Linked DNA regions of Mus musculus: region 1 is linked to region 2. Evidence: chromatin contacts called from public promoter capture Hi-C data. All regions are on one chromosome and are shown on one strand. The core of a region is the stretch at or near the end of the contact, and the rest is flanking DNA. Distances in the headings are between cores, read along the strand shown.

The links. Promoter capture Hi-C pulls out the DNA fragments that hold promoters and counts their contacts.
Region 1: a promoter capture Hi-C map of the HPC-7 cell line shows a contact between it and region 2. The contact joins two enhancer-like sites. A contact is called at or near these places in 9 of 39 promoter capture datasets (3T3-L1-derived adipocytes, the HPC-7 cell line, embryonic stem cells and 5 more), 2 of 484 Hi-C or Micro-C datasets (cardiomyocytes and embryonic stem cells), 2 of 115 datasets of contacts at active chromatin or transcription factors (astrocytes and extraembryonic endoderm stem cells) and 1 of 9 other capture datasets (liver).

The regions. Positions count from the first base shown.
Region 1 is chr1:180,618,650-180,626,080 of GRCm38.p6, forward strand. No RefSeq gene overlaps it. Among named protein-coding and RNA genes, the nearest start is that of Lin9, 19 kb to the right of the region's middle. Within about 2 kb of position 3,557, at least 5 of the 459 cell types and tissues checked have an H3K27ac peak or open chromatin away from gene starts, as enhancers often do. A contact at or near this core is called in the HPC-7 cell line, where this site is marked.
Region 2 is chr1:180,255,797-180,262,791 of GRCm38.p6, forward strand. Gm31728 (predicted gene, 31728) reads left to right here and starts at 609. Exons shown (of 3, transcript NR_168339.1): 1 at 609-768; 2 at 1,754-1,877. It overlaps Psen2 (presenilin 2), which reads right to left and starts at 504. Exons shown (of 11, transcript NM_001128605.1): 1 at 427-504. Within about 2 kb of position 4,190, at least 3 of the 459 cell types and tissues checked have an H3K27ac peak or open chromatin away from gene starts, as enhancers often do. A contact at or near this core is called in the HPC-7 cell line, where this site is marked.

The DNA.
Region 1 (7,431 bases), core at 2,307-4,806, 360 kb after region 2:
AAACACCATTTTTACACAATATGTAGTAACAGGGTAGAGCGCATTGTGATCTCAACACTGAAGGCCTTGCTTGGTATTCGAGTGCCTCTGTTGACACATAGGCTGCATAATGTTCTGTTACAGGGAGCTGTGCTGTGCACAGTAAGAAGCTGAGTGCTTTGCCTGCCTCTGCCCTCTGGAAGCCGATAGCACACCCATCCACTTAGTGATAATCAGTGATGTCTCTAGACACAGCCGATGTCCCCTAAGGAGCCAAAAGCTACTGTTAGATGGCTATGACCTTGGGTGACACCTTGACCTCAGTCCCTGAGCCAGAGTCACCCAATGCACTGCTTCACTTCTTGAGCCACAGAAACTGAGAGAATGAGTTGCTAAATTCTAGACGGTTTCTACGTGTCAATAGATTATCAATTCAGCGAGTATGGGAGTTTTCAGAGGAACGGTCTTTTCCTTCCCTGAGGTTCTCAGGGACCCTTGGCCCTAAGATTAAGAACCAAGATCTGGCCAGGCATGATTGCACATCCTTTAATCCCATCACTTGAGAGGCAAAGACAGACAGATCTCTGAGTTTAAGGTCATCCTAGTCTACATAGTGAGTTTCAGGACAGCCAGGGTGATGTAGAGAGACTTAGACTCAAGAAAGAAAAAAAGAAAGAAAGAAAGACTCCAGACTGGAGTCCTCAGTGGAAGGAAAGACCAGGTTCTTGAAAGATGTCTTCTTATTGCCACCCATGAGCTATGACACATGCATGCATACATGTATACATGCATGCACACATGCACAAGCACATACTCTGTACGTGTACACATGTACACATGCATACACACATACATGCACATGTACACATACATGCTCACACACATGCACACATACATGTACACACACATGCACACACACATGCACACATACGCACACACTTGCACAGATATATACATGCACGCACAGACGTACCCACAGATGCATGCACGGATGCACACATACACACATGCATCCATGTACACAGGAGTGCATACCCACACAGGCAAACACACACAACAACAACACTGAGTTTAGAACAGACTTTTGCCAAAGCAGTTCTTCACTCAGAACCCAAGCACTAGTTAAGTGGACATTGCTTGGATCTCTCACCTTACAGGACACTGAGTCTGTTGTTAGAAAAGAAAGTGTGGTTTGTTATAAGCCAGAATCTTCTGCCAGAGCCGTAGGCTGTGTGACAATTACTCCCCCTCTAGAAGTTGCCAAAATCATCCACAGGGGTTCACTGAGGGTACAAATGGAGGAGGCTAAAGCACTGTTGGGGAGTTTGGGGAATTTGAAGAAAGGCTACAGGTGGGAAACCCCGGCTGCCCCTCCCTCCTAATCCTCCCCAGGTCCCATCAAGACTTGGCTTCCCAGGGGACGAGGACTATAGTTCAATGGTAGACTGCTTGCCTAGCATTCAGGCTTCTCTTTTTCTTCTTGTTTCTTGACAGGGTCTTATGTAGTTCAGACTAGCCTCAAACTTGTTATGTAGCCAAAAATTACCTTAAACCACTGATCTTCCTGCCTTCACCTCCCAGGGGCTGTGTCTGCAGTTGCACTCCACCATGCCCTGTTTTTTCAGTGCTAGGGACTGAACCTTGGGACGCATGCATGCTATGTACCCTGCTCACTGAGTTATATCCCTGGCTCCCAAATGTACCTCCCGACAGCCCCATACTTTTATTTCCATAAGTACTGCCTTAGGGTTTTACTGCTGTGAACAGACACCATGACCAAGGCAACTCTTAGGAGGACAACATTTAATTAAGGCTGGCTTACAGGTTCAGAGGGTCAGTCCATTATCATCAAGGCGGAAGCATGGCAGTGCCCAGGCAGGCATGGCACAGAAGGAGCTGAGAGTTCAACATCTTGTTCGGAAGGCAAACAGAAGACTGGCATCTAGGCAGCTAGGGTGAGGGTATTCAAGCCCACGCCCCCAGTGACACACTTCCTCCAACAAGGCCACACCTAGTAGTGCTACTCCCTGGGCTGAGCACATACAAACCATCACAAGTCCTAAACAGAACATTAACTGTGTCTTGCTAGCTGACACGTTCAGAGCAGTAAGAAGCAGCAAGCAAGCAGTTCTATCCAGCCCCAGCTTTCTCACCTTGCCTTCCCACATGCTCTTTCTCTCCCCAGATTCTGGGCGGCCACAAAACGTGCTTGCAAACAGTTCTACCTGGTGGTGGTATTGGGGAGTGCCAGGGTTTTTAAAAGGTTGGGCCTACCCAGGGGGATCCAAAGCCCTCTTCTGGTGCACAGACATACATACAGGCAAAAACAAACAAACAAACCAAAAAAAAAAACAAAAAACCCCTCAAACACATACCTACCCTCCCCATACTGGGTTTCTCTGTGTAGCCCTGACTGTCCTAGAATTCAATCTGTGGCCTCAGACTCAGAGATCTGCCTGCCTCTGCCTCCCTAGTACTGACGTGAAACCATGCCCAGCTTCAAACACATACATTTTTAAAAAGAAGTGGGGCCTTTGGGGCTGGAGAGATGGTTCAGCTGTTAAGAGCACTGGCTGCTCTTCCAGAAGACCTGGGTCCAGTTCTCAGCACCCACATGGCAGCTCACAACTGTCTGTAATTTCAGTTCCAGGGTATCAGACACACTCACACAAACATATATCCAGGCAAATACCAATGCACATAAAATTAAAATAAGTAAGTGATCTTTTAAGAAGCCCTTAAAAAAAATAGGACCCCCATGGCCGGTTTTTAGACCACTGAGGGACATGCCCCTAAAAGGGTCTCTGATTCTTCTGCTCTGGCTTGAGCTGTGAGCAGTGTGCTCTGATCCTGTCTCCTGTTGTGACATTGCCACCTTCTGCAGCAACCCAAACTAATAGGACCATGTGACCTTGGATTTGAACCTCTGAACAATGAACCAATAATATCCTCTGTACTTCTTAAGTCCTTTATCCAGTACTCTGTTACAGTGACATCAGGCTGACACACTGAGGCAAAAGAAATGTTTAAGATTTCCTCCGTGGAGTTAGAGGACATCCCCCACCCCACCCCACCCCCCATCCATGTTCCAGGAAAGTTTCTTCCATCCCTGCTAAAATCCAGCATCTCTTCTCTCTGCAGCTGTATTCTTTCTAAAGCCAGCCGTTGTGGGTCACAACTACTTGCCAGAAATACAATAAATGCAGAAGGAGAAGCCACACAACGTATGGGGCTGTCATCTTGGGAGAACTTCACCAGGGAGCATGAATGAGCCACTGAACTGAACGGCTCTGAGTCTGCTATAGGAGGCGCTTGTGTGTGCCCAGTGGCTAGGCATAGGGCTGCTCTCATTTGCTGAGAATACGTGTGCCAGCAGTGCTATGAGAAGACTGTAACCGAGGTTATTAAAATCCTGGGAGGAACCTAGATTTACAGTGTTCTTGAGTTATATTTGAATGTATACATTCATGTGCCACAGCATGTAGAAGTTGTGTGTGTGTGCCTGTGTGTGCCTCTGTGTGTGTCTGTGTCTGTGGGGGTGGGGTGTACACATGAAGTTGTCATTGCCTCCATTAGGTGGCTCTCTGGGGTCACTCAGGTTGTCAGGTGGGATAGGCAGCAGGAGCCTTTACCCATGAATCATCTCACTGGCCAAAAAGTTGTATGATTTCTCAAAATATATGCTTAGAAACAATCTCAAAGATCATCACCGTGCTGAGTGCCAGTATATTAATATGCATTTATAATTCATTCATTTGTCTAGAAAATAACCACCAAAATGAAACAATTTGATTTTTCTTTTCTGATAAGTGATAGTGTAGTTATCATAGCTAGGTTCCTATTTCTGTGGTAAAACTCTGTGACCAGAAGCAACTCGGGAACGAAAGAGTTTGTTTGCCTTTAGTCACCATCCGCTGAGGCAGGAAGTGATGTAGAGACCACGGAGGAGTGCTACTTGGTGGCTTGCTCCCATGGCTTCCCTGTGGCTTTGTCATCTCATCCATCTGCCCAGGGGTGGCACTGCCCATGGTGGGTCAGATCCTTACATCAACCATTAATCAAGAAAATGCCCTACAGACTTGCCTAGGGGCCAGTCTGATTGAGGTATTTTCTCAATTAACAAATCTTTCTTCCCTCTTCAGTGGGCCTTAATCTATCAGGAGCAGTTGTGCGTTTCTGTGCCTTCCTTTTGTCCTTTGTTCAGGGCACAGTGTTCTGACAGGCACAATCCTGTCTATTTTTGTATTCTTCCATCTTCTGTGTCCAGCTAATGAGTTTGTGCACTGCAAATTAAATCTGCCGCGCCTCTCCTTAGTTATGCCCCAGGCCTGCCCCGCCTCTCCTAGTTAAGCCCTGGGCCTGGCCGTGATGTGTGCTTTTCCTGACTCGTCCCATCTTTGAAGCTTTGTTGTCCCCTCTCATGCCTATCTGGACACTGTGGAGCCACACACACTTATTTTCAGAGACAAGGTTTCTCTGTGTAGACCTGGCTGTCCCGGAACTTGCTCTGCAGAACTCAGACTTAGTAGTCCACGAGTCTCTGCTTCTGCCTCCTGAGTGCTGGGATTAAAGGCTTGAGTCACAAATGTGTTTGTTGAAAGAGAGCAGCGATCAATGAACCTATGAGTGCTTTGCCTTTGGTGGAGTGGACAGGACAGACAGACACTGTTTTTCACCAGCCTGACAATCACTCTCTCTCCTCACCGCATGTGTTTTTCTGACAGCCACACAAACATCTCAACTCGGGAGCAATCAGACTTCAAGCCTGTGTTTCCCAATTATGACCACACATCGGAATCTCTCGCAGAATTGGTGACTACACAAAAAGTTAGCACATACTTGCTTGGTTTCCACTCTTAGCTCGCAATGAACCTACAAACCCTGGCAGCTAAAGTGCCCTCCAGAAACCACGCGGAAAGGGCCAGAGCGGAGCTCAGTGATGGAGCACTTGCCTAGCATGGGCAGGATCCAGAGTCCCACTGCACACACAGTGCACACAATATTAAGTGTATCAGATAGGGACAGAGGACATATCTGGATGCACATATCTGAACTCATAGAGATCCTCCCAGAGCCTTCAAAGCACTGGATTTAAAGGTGTATTCTACTTTTTTTTTGTTTTGTTTTGACTTATCAAGACAGGGTTTCTTTGTACTGTAGCTCTGGCTGTCCTGGAACTAACTCTGTAGACCAGGCTATGGTCAAACTCACAGAGATCGGCCTGCCTCTGCTTTCCAAGCACTGACATTAAAGTCATGTGGTGACACCGCCCGGATTTATTTTTTAACAAGATCTGGCCAAGTAGCCAAGACTGACTTTGAACTTGAGATCATCCTGGCTCAGCCTCCCAAGTGACACACCCAGCTCACATTTTAAAACTTTTTTTTTCCAGTTTCATTTATTTTATGTGTATAGATGCTTTGACTTAATGTAGTTGTGTACTATGTGCTTGCAGTACCCTGAGAGACCACAAGAGGGTGCTGGATCCACTGGGACTGGAATTGCAGATGGTTGTAAGCACTATGTAGGGGCTGGGAATCAAACCCATGCCAAACCTGCAAGAGCAACAAGTATTCTTTTCGCCTGAGTTTCCAGCCCTCATTTTATAAAAGAGATGTAATCATTTTTATCTTCTTATGTGTATGTATATTTTGTATACGTGTTATGGATGGTTGTGAGCTGCTGTGTGGATGCTGAGAACTGAACCCAAGTCCTCTGGAAAAACTTGGTGCTTTTAATCTATAATCCATCCTGCAACAAGATTTTTTTTAAAAGATTTTATTTATTGTATGTGTGTGAGTACACTGTAGCTGTCTTCAGACACACCAGAAGAGGGCATCAGATCCCATTACAGATGGTTGTGAGCCACCATGTGGTTTGCTGAGAATTGAACTCAGGACCTCTGGAAGAGCAGTCCATGCTCTTACTTGCTGAGCCACCTCTCCAGCTCCCTTCCCCACCCCCCAACTCTGTTTTTAATAAGTTCCAAGAAACCTGCACTCCCACTAGCTCTTTTACTCACTGCCCATGCAGCCAGCGTTTGTCCCGCTCCACTCTTTAGATGGCAGAGTAACCATTTGGATTCATTTGTTGAAAGTGTGGCTGTGATAAAATATCCTGACATCTCCATGGTCCAAGGTGATTCTTGGTTGTGTTAAGCTGATAGTTAAAATTAACAAAACAAAACAACCTAACCAGCAGAGATATATGAGACTGACTGCATGATTTTACAAGTGGTAAGAAACTTGTGAGCTGGGTAGTAATGGCTCCCCAGTAGAGAGAGACAAGTGGATCTTTGTGAGTTCAAGGGCAGCCTGGTCTACAGAGGAAGTTCCAGGACAGCCAGGGCTATACCACAGAGAAACCATGTCTTAATTTAAAACAAAAACAAAAACAAACAAAAAAAAAAAACGGAGAAAGAGGAAGAGGAGAGGAAAGGGGAGAAAGAAGAGGAGGAAGAAAGAAAAGAAGAAAGGAAGGAAGAGGGAGAGAAAGAAACTTACGTACAAACTTGTGTTAAATTTCTAGTGGTTTCTTTAAAAATCAAGTCTAAGAAGCTAGAGAGATGGCTCAGCAGCTAAGAGCATTCACTGCTCTTCCAGAGGGCCTGAGTCCTAGTCTCAGTACCCAGGTCAAGTAGCTTCCCACTGCTTGTAACTTAGCCCTCTTCTGGCCTCCTGGGGTACCCACACGCACACGACATACACTTACACACATACACATAAATAAAAATAAATACATAGGGCTGCTAAGATAACTCACTGGGTAAATGCACTTGCCAATAAGGCTGATATGGCCCAGGCCTCACATGGTGGAAGGAGGGGACAGACTCCTGTAGGTTGTATCTGACCTCTGCACATACACACTAGAGAGATGAGTGGATGGATGGATGGATGGACAGACGGATGGATGGATCCCTGGCTAGCCTAATAATCTTTCAAAAGATGGAGTCTGAGAGGACAACTTGTGGATCTTTTTTTTTTTTTTTTTTTCGAGACAGGGTTTCTCTGTATAGCCCTGGCTGTCCTGGAACTCACTTTGTAGACCAGGCTGGCCTTGAACTCAGAAATCCACCTGCCTCTGTCTCCCGAGTGCTGGGATTAAAGGTGTGCGCCACCATGCCCGGCAACTTGTGGATCTTAATGTCAGTGCTCATCTTCCCCTGAGAATGTGATTTGGTTTTGTTTTTCATTTCTTATTTTTCTTGTTTAGGGTCTTGTTCTTGGCTCTAACCCAGGCTGACTTCCCAAGCTTTAGTCTCCTGCCTCAGCCTCCTGAGTGGTGGTATAGGCTCCTATCACCACACTCAGCTCTTGCCTTTTCTTTAATGTCCTCTGGGGATGAAGGAAAAGTTTCAGTGGCTTCCATTTGCCCTCTGACCTTCTTACGGGAACTCTAACCCACAAGCCCTCAACAGAACTGACTCCAGCTGAGTCGCACCTTTGGGAATCA
Region 2 (6,995 bases), core at 2,940-5,439:
CAGAGCCTGGGTAGCAGGGACCAAAATGCCTGGTGAACACAGCGGTGAGACCCACGTGCACTGGCCCTTTAACACCTCACTCCGCGCCTGGGGTTCTGGAGGCAGGAAGGGACGCGAGGGCACCCGGACGCGGCCAGAGGCCCAGAGCTGCACCCTACGCTCCTTCCAAGCCCCAGTTCTGGGCCGGCCGCACTGCTGCCTCCCCAGCACTTTCTCCTCGCCCCTGAGCCGGCCGCAGAGGCCGAGATCGCCGCAGGGGCCGCAGCTTGGAGCCCAGACCCTGATGCCCCGGGAGGGCAACGGAAGCAGCGGTCAGGGGCGTGCGCACGAAGGGCCTCGCTGCATCCGGGCTCTCCATGCTGCCGGCTACCCGCGATCGGTGACAGGTACCCGGCCGCACACACCCAGCCCCCGCCCTCCGCTCACCTGCTCCGCCGCGGCGCGGGGTAGAGTTTACGCCGCGGGCGGAGCGCCTCTCCTGGGCTAGCGCCGGCCCCGCCCACTGCCCCGGTTCGCCAGCGCCTCAGACACGCCCCCGGTGGGGGACACGCCCACTTCCTGGCTCCGCCCCTGTCCCGTCCCTTGGGCGGTGCCAGGTTCCCCTGTGCACTTGCGCCTTCATCGTCGGTTTACAGGAAAACACTGGGTGCAGAAGGTGCAGGCCTTCGCTGTGTCTTGCCCTGGAGACCGCAGCATCATACTGACATTGAAATCTGAAGTTGGCTAGTGCCTTTTCTTAGGGGCCTGGCAGCGCCACTGGGACAAGGGGTGGGTATTTGCTTTGTGATTTCAGGAGCCTCTGCTGCCCCTCCCTCCTCCGGTTTCATGCACTTTAAAATGGAGTCTAAAGTAAGCTAACATCGGGAGCCTTCTCCTGATTGATTTTTTCCAGAGTGCTTCCGCGACATACATGGGGAGCTCTGGGTAAATATGAACTGGGATAAAATTGCAACGAGATCTAGGAATCAGCCTCGGGGTGAGGGCAGGGAGGGGTTGTGATCGCAGGATCGGTCTGTGGAGTGAGTTGAAATTGTCAACAATTTGCCACAGTTGTCATTATCTCATGTAGCTTTATTTCTCCTTTAATTACTGTGAAATTCGTATAACATAAAATTGTCATTGTAGGGCTGGGGATGTAGTTCAACTAAGTGCCTGCCTAGCATGCAGGAAACCCTGAGTTTAATACTCAATTCTGGTGTATGCATGGCTGAGTAATCCTGTCACTAGAAGTCCAAGGTCATTCCTAGTTACATAGCAAGTTCGAGGCCAGCCTGGGACACATTAGACCTTGTCTTTAAAAGAAAAAAATACGGCTGGGCAGTGTGTACACCTTTAATCCCAGCACCGGAAAGGCAGAGACAGGCACATCTCTGAGTTCAAGGCCAGCCTGGTTTACAGAGTGAGTTCCAGGACAGCCAGGCTATATAGAGACCATGTCTTCACCACCACCATCACTGCAAAAAAGTAATCATTTTAATTTAAGGTATTTAGTGACTTCAATGTGTGCCAATCTGGCTTGTGTGATTGTAAAACAGCCCATTGCTTAAAAAATAAAAGGCAGTTGTATAATTGAAAGGTTTCCTGTCCCTCTCCCTGACCCTGTTAGACACCAACCTACTTCTGAGTCTGTGGACTTAGCTCAACATCTTGAATTTTTTCCTTAACACAATTGAGAAAGTGGGTTCTACCTGGCAGATAGCATAGACGCATGAACGGAGGTCCGAAATCTCCCTCTTCTGCTTGTCTGTTGCAGTTCCTTACCCTTGCTGGGCCTCGGTTTCCTCATCTGTGAAAGGATAGTGTGAGGGCCTTCAGAGGAACATGGCACATTACAGAGAAATGAGGGGGCAGGGGGCAGCGTGGATCCTGAACAGACAGTAAGTGTTTCCTTCCTCTGCCTCCCTTCTCGGCTTGAGGTGGTGTGGGTTTCATTTTGTTCTGTTTGACATTGAAATGATAGCCCATAGTACTCCTCATGTCCACTGTCCCTCCCCCTGTAGGGGCACCATCCTTCTCTACTACAGATGACTCTTATCATGTGGAAGTTGTGGACAGAAGTTCTGGACCTGGGCATGCTCACCACACTTGAAAAAGCCCAATTGTGCTGTAATGGAGGCTTCTCTATTGAACAGGACTTACAACTAACACAGACAGGCCACTGTCTCAGTCCATTCAGGCTGCTATAATAAACCACCAGAGGCAGGCAACTTATAACAATAGAAATGTGTTTTTCCGCTGTTCTGGAGGCTGGGTAGCCCAAGATCAAGACCTTAGCAGGCTTACTGTCTGGAGAGGACTTGCGTCCTAGTTTATAGGTAGTCTTATATAGTATCCTTCTATGATGACTACGTGGCAGACAGCGCAGAATCAGTAGACCTAGGTCTGAAATCTCCCTCTTGTTGATCTCATCCATGAGGCCTGTGTTCCTGTGGGCTGATCACTGCCCCAAGGCTCCACCTCTTAACCTATAACCATGGGGGTTTGTATTTTAGCACAGCAACTTTGAAGGGACAAAAAAGCATTAAGACTTCAGCATATGCAGAACATAAGTAATAAAACAGTTCCCAAAGACTGAGCAGTTATCTGCTACTGCAGTGTAGCCTCGCCTAGTCTGATCTGGGTATTTAGCATCTTAGGTTCTGGGCAACACTTTCTTTGTTGGACTTTTATAAAATTTTTAGTTACATATTTATATTTTGGGTGGCAGTTATTTTAAAAATTAGGTATTTTTTAATGTTTAGACTTCGTAAAATACAAAAAGAAATAAGTAGAAGAAAATCATGTGTTCATCTTTTTTTTTCTAATACCCCTTTGGGTAATTTTATTTTTCTTTTAAGAATGCTATATGGGTCTCATAATGTTGCCAAGGCTGATCTCGAACTAATGACCCTCTAGCCTTAGCCTCTCATTGAGAATTTTATTATATGAGGATCTGGGTGGGCGTTGGGGGGAATGTGGGAAGTTGGAAGCCTTGCTTCTCACGAGGTAGATGAACAGATGAGCAAATGGGTTCTAGCAGTGGTGGACAGAGTATTGCCTAAAGGAGCTGCTCTCTGAGTCACAGGGAGCCCCATTCTGTGTCAGAATAGTCTCAGTCGGAGGTGTGGTGGTTTGAATATGCTTGGCCCATGAGAAGTGCCACTATAAGAGGAGTGCCCTTATTGGAGGAGGTGTGGCCTTGTTAGAGGAAGTGTATCACTGTGGAGGTGAGCCTCTGAGGTCTCATATATGTAGCAAAATTAATTAATAAATCCTGTTACAGGGTTGCTTCCCACCTCAATGGTTTATGTTCCCGAATGAAAGACACACACACACACACACAGAGCCTTTATATTTTAATATACCTTAAGCAGCTCAATAGCTGGGAAGCTGCCTAACTTCATGTTGTTGGAATCTACCTCCCACCGATAACTCTGAGTTACTAGTTTACTAATTTCTATATTCCATCTTGGCTGCTCTTGACCCAGTTGAGCAACCCTCTGGGCCATGTTCTCTTGGCCCCTTTACATGGCTGCTCTGCTTCTTCTTCCTGCATGTTTTTACCCTTCAGGGCCACTCTCTTCTCTCCTCTCCTGCACACACTCCTAAAGCATAGAGTCTCCTCTCCCCTCTTCTTCAGGGTCCCAACCCTAAATCCTACCTCTATCTCTCTTCCCCAGCAGCTATTGGCTGCTGACATCTTTATTTACCAATCAAAATGAACTGGGGGCAGGTTCCCAGAAGCCACATGCAGACCCTCTTGTGCAGTTTTGGGGGACCCAATTAGCATTAGAATAGAAACAGGTACAATATTATCATGCTCAAGTCTGGCCAGTGTGACAGGGCCTCTTCCTGACTGTGGAAGACAGTGTCCTCACTGCCTGCACATTGCCATACACTCTACCATGCAGAGAGTAGACTAAACCTCTGAACCTGTTAGCCAGCCCCAATTAAATATTTCTTTTATAAGAGTTGCCATGGTCATGGTGTCTCTTCACAGCAATGAAACTAAGTCAGGGGGGCTCCAGAGAAGGGAGCCAGGCTGTCAGGAACCCCCAGCCTCCAGACAGACATTAGCCATGCATCCCTTGTTACATCAGTCTTGAGGTAGATACGCTAAAGCTTATCTTTCCTTGCTAGGGTATGAGGGCTAATGTTGGTTATCTGCTTCACTGCCCTGAGTGACACTTGAGATATCTACAAAGCATACTTCTGGGATATGTCTTCTGTGGTATTTCCAGAGATGATTGACATGTGGGTCTGCAGAGTGTGTGGGGAAGAACCGCCCTGATTGAGGACAGCATTGTGTAATAGGATGGGGTCCTGGGAGGAGTGGAAAGGCAAAGAGAGGGTCAAGCTCATCCACAGGCATGCTCTCCCAGTCATGAACAGGTATGGTTGTTTTGCTGCTGTGCTAAGGAAATCTGACTCTTCAGCCTTTGCATGTGGACAGGCATGGGATGCTCAAGGGGCATTTCCAGTTCTTGGACTAGGGCTATACACTGGGCCTCCTTGTCCTCAACCTGTGGGGCATGACTACTCAAAGGCTTTCAAGTCTAAGCAGCTACTGGCTTCCCTGTCTTTCTCTGATTCTCTAGGTTAATCTTAAGTCCTGCTGATAATAATTATGTATGTATATGTGTGTGTATACACATGCATATATTCACATATACCATCTATCTATATTATATTTAGATATAAATATGCACATACATAAACATACATATAGAATGTATACATATATAAACATACATATATAATGTACATATAGATAGATGGATGGATGGATGGATAGATAGATAGATAGATAGATAGATAGATAGATAGATAGAGAATCAATTCTACTTTAGAGAAATTTGTGTAATATATAGATTAGGGCTTTGCCAGTAAGTCTGGGCATTGGCAGCCATCACCTGTAGGATTATACTCAGGTCACCTGGTGACACTTTCTTGTCATCAGGACACTGCGTGACCATCCTTTTCTCCACGCCGTTGGATGATTTTGCTTCTCTGAGGAGGACATTTGTTTCCTTTTGAGGAGTCTGCTCTTATCCTTTCAGTCATTTAAGCCAGCAGTTCTCAAACTGTTTGGATTTACACACTGTTTCCTCTCCTACAACAAACAGAGACCTTCACAGACACTGGCTTATGCGACTGTGGCCATGGAAGCTTTCCATATGCTCTGACCAGCTTTCTGGGGCTGAGAGAAAAATGTCTGGGAGGATTAACTTCAAAGGAGGACAGTGTCTTAGGTTCATGACATCAGAAGTCTGAGTCCATAGTCACTTGTCCTTGAGCCTATATTGACACAGAGCCAAGACATGTGACAGAAGAAGCCTGTTCCACTCATGGTGGCCTGGCAGCAAAGAGAGAGGAAGTGGCCGGTATTCCAATGTCTCCATCAAGGTCTTCAGTGACTGGACTTCCTCTCTCTGGGTCTCACTTCTACTCAGAACACTTTGACACCAAGTGTGTACTGGGGGCAGGGAAGAGTTCCACACTAACCACCAATTATCTGACCCTCTAGACCCCAGCAATTGTCATGGTCTATACTTGAAACTTTAATTCAGTTCTAACACTAGCTATCTGGAGCTAGGGCAGATCTCACAAACTAAGGGCTTGGTCCCTTGAGACTTACCCCTCCTTTAGAGACAATTTCTAGTCTTGGATAATTTCACCTCTTGGGTACAAATTGGGGGTTCCCCTGGCCTCCTAGGGTTTGAATGCAGAGTGATCACTACATTGCCTCCTGGCTTAATACAGAGAAGATTACACAGGACAGAGAGGAGCAGCCAGGTGAGGGTGGGCAGTAGGCCTGCTGTGGTCCTGAGCCCATGAGCCTCTTTGTCCCTGCACCATGCTCCTGACACAAGCCAGCGTTCACCAGCCTGGAAGCCCTCTGGATTGTGCAGTTTGTGGGTTTTTGCTTTCTCCCAGTGTTAGGGACCGAATGGCTCCTCACACACTGAGATGTGTTCTACCCATCTCTAGTTTAGGGCTTTGAAAAGATTAGGATTTCCTGGAGGCTTCATGCCGTAGACCTCATTGATTAACCCCATCTCCAGCTCCTAGATGGACAGTGCTCAAAGCCCCAACTCAAAGCATGATGCAGCCATCTGCGGCATCCCTCTAAAACTTCTGCTTCAAGCTACTCCTTCAGTTCCTGCCCTGACTTCCCTCGATGCCTGTAAGCCTAAGGCAAATGGCCCTTCTCCTCTCCTAAGTCACTAGTCTTCAGTGTGTTCGCTCGGAACAACAGAAAGGAAACGGAAACTCCTTGCTTTATACACACCCGGGATCTTGCTGGTGTGGAGAATGTAGATAATAGAGCTGTGTGTGATATCACATCAGTATGGCTCCTCCCAGCTCTGCCCTCCAGCATCAGACATCTTATTCTCCAGCTCAGAGGAAGACAGGAGGTAGCTAATGAGAGTTGCAGGTTACTTCACACAGCTAGGAGCATCTAAGTTGCAAAGCAACTTTACATGACACACTAAGAGTTGTATAACCGATGCACTTATCTTTGGGCACAAATCCATAGGCCCCAGGAGTGCTTACCTCCAGCAGTTCTAAGTCCCCACCCCTCCCCCACCTCTGCCCATATCCTGCATGTCTCAGACTTACATGGGATTTAGTGCTACTGGGTCAAAAGTCATTGCCTTTCACTCTCTTTTCCCATTTTTCCAAAGCAGATAGTTTCATTTTAACATAGTTTTGAGTCCTGTAACTAAGGGGGTTTACAGTCTAATCAATGGCAGAGTAGTTTATATTTATTCTCCCACAGACAATATCGATCAACTCTGGACAAAAGATCTCAAAAACCTATCAGTTTCAAGCAGTCTATAACAACCCAAACCCAAAGGCAGAAACAGGAGAGTATCTGACTCCAGAGGAAGAGACTCGAGGCCTTCTTTATAGCTCTCCTCGGGGAGGACAGACTGTCTGTGGCAGCTTGTGGGTGGGGGAGCTAATGCTGGTCATGGCTATGTTGGCGTTAGGTCCACAGATGTAGCTGG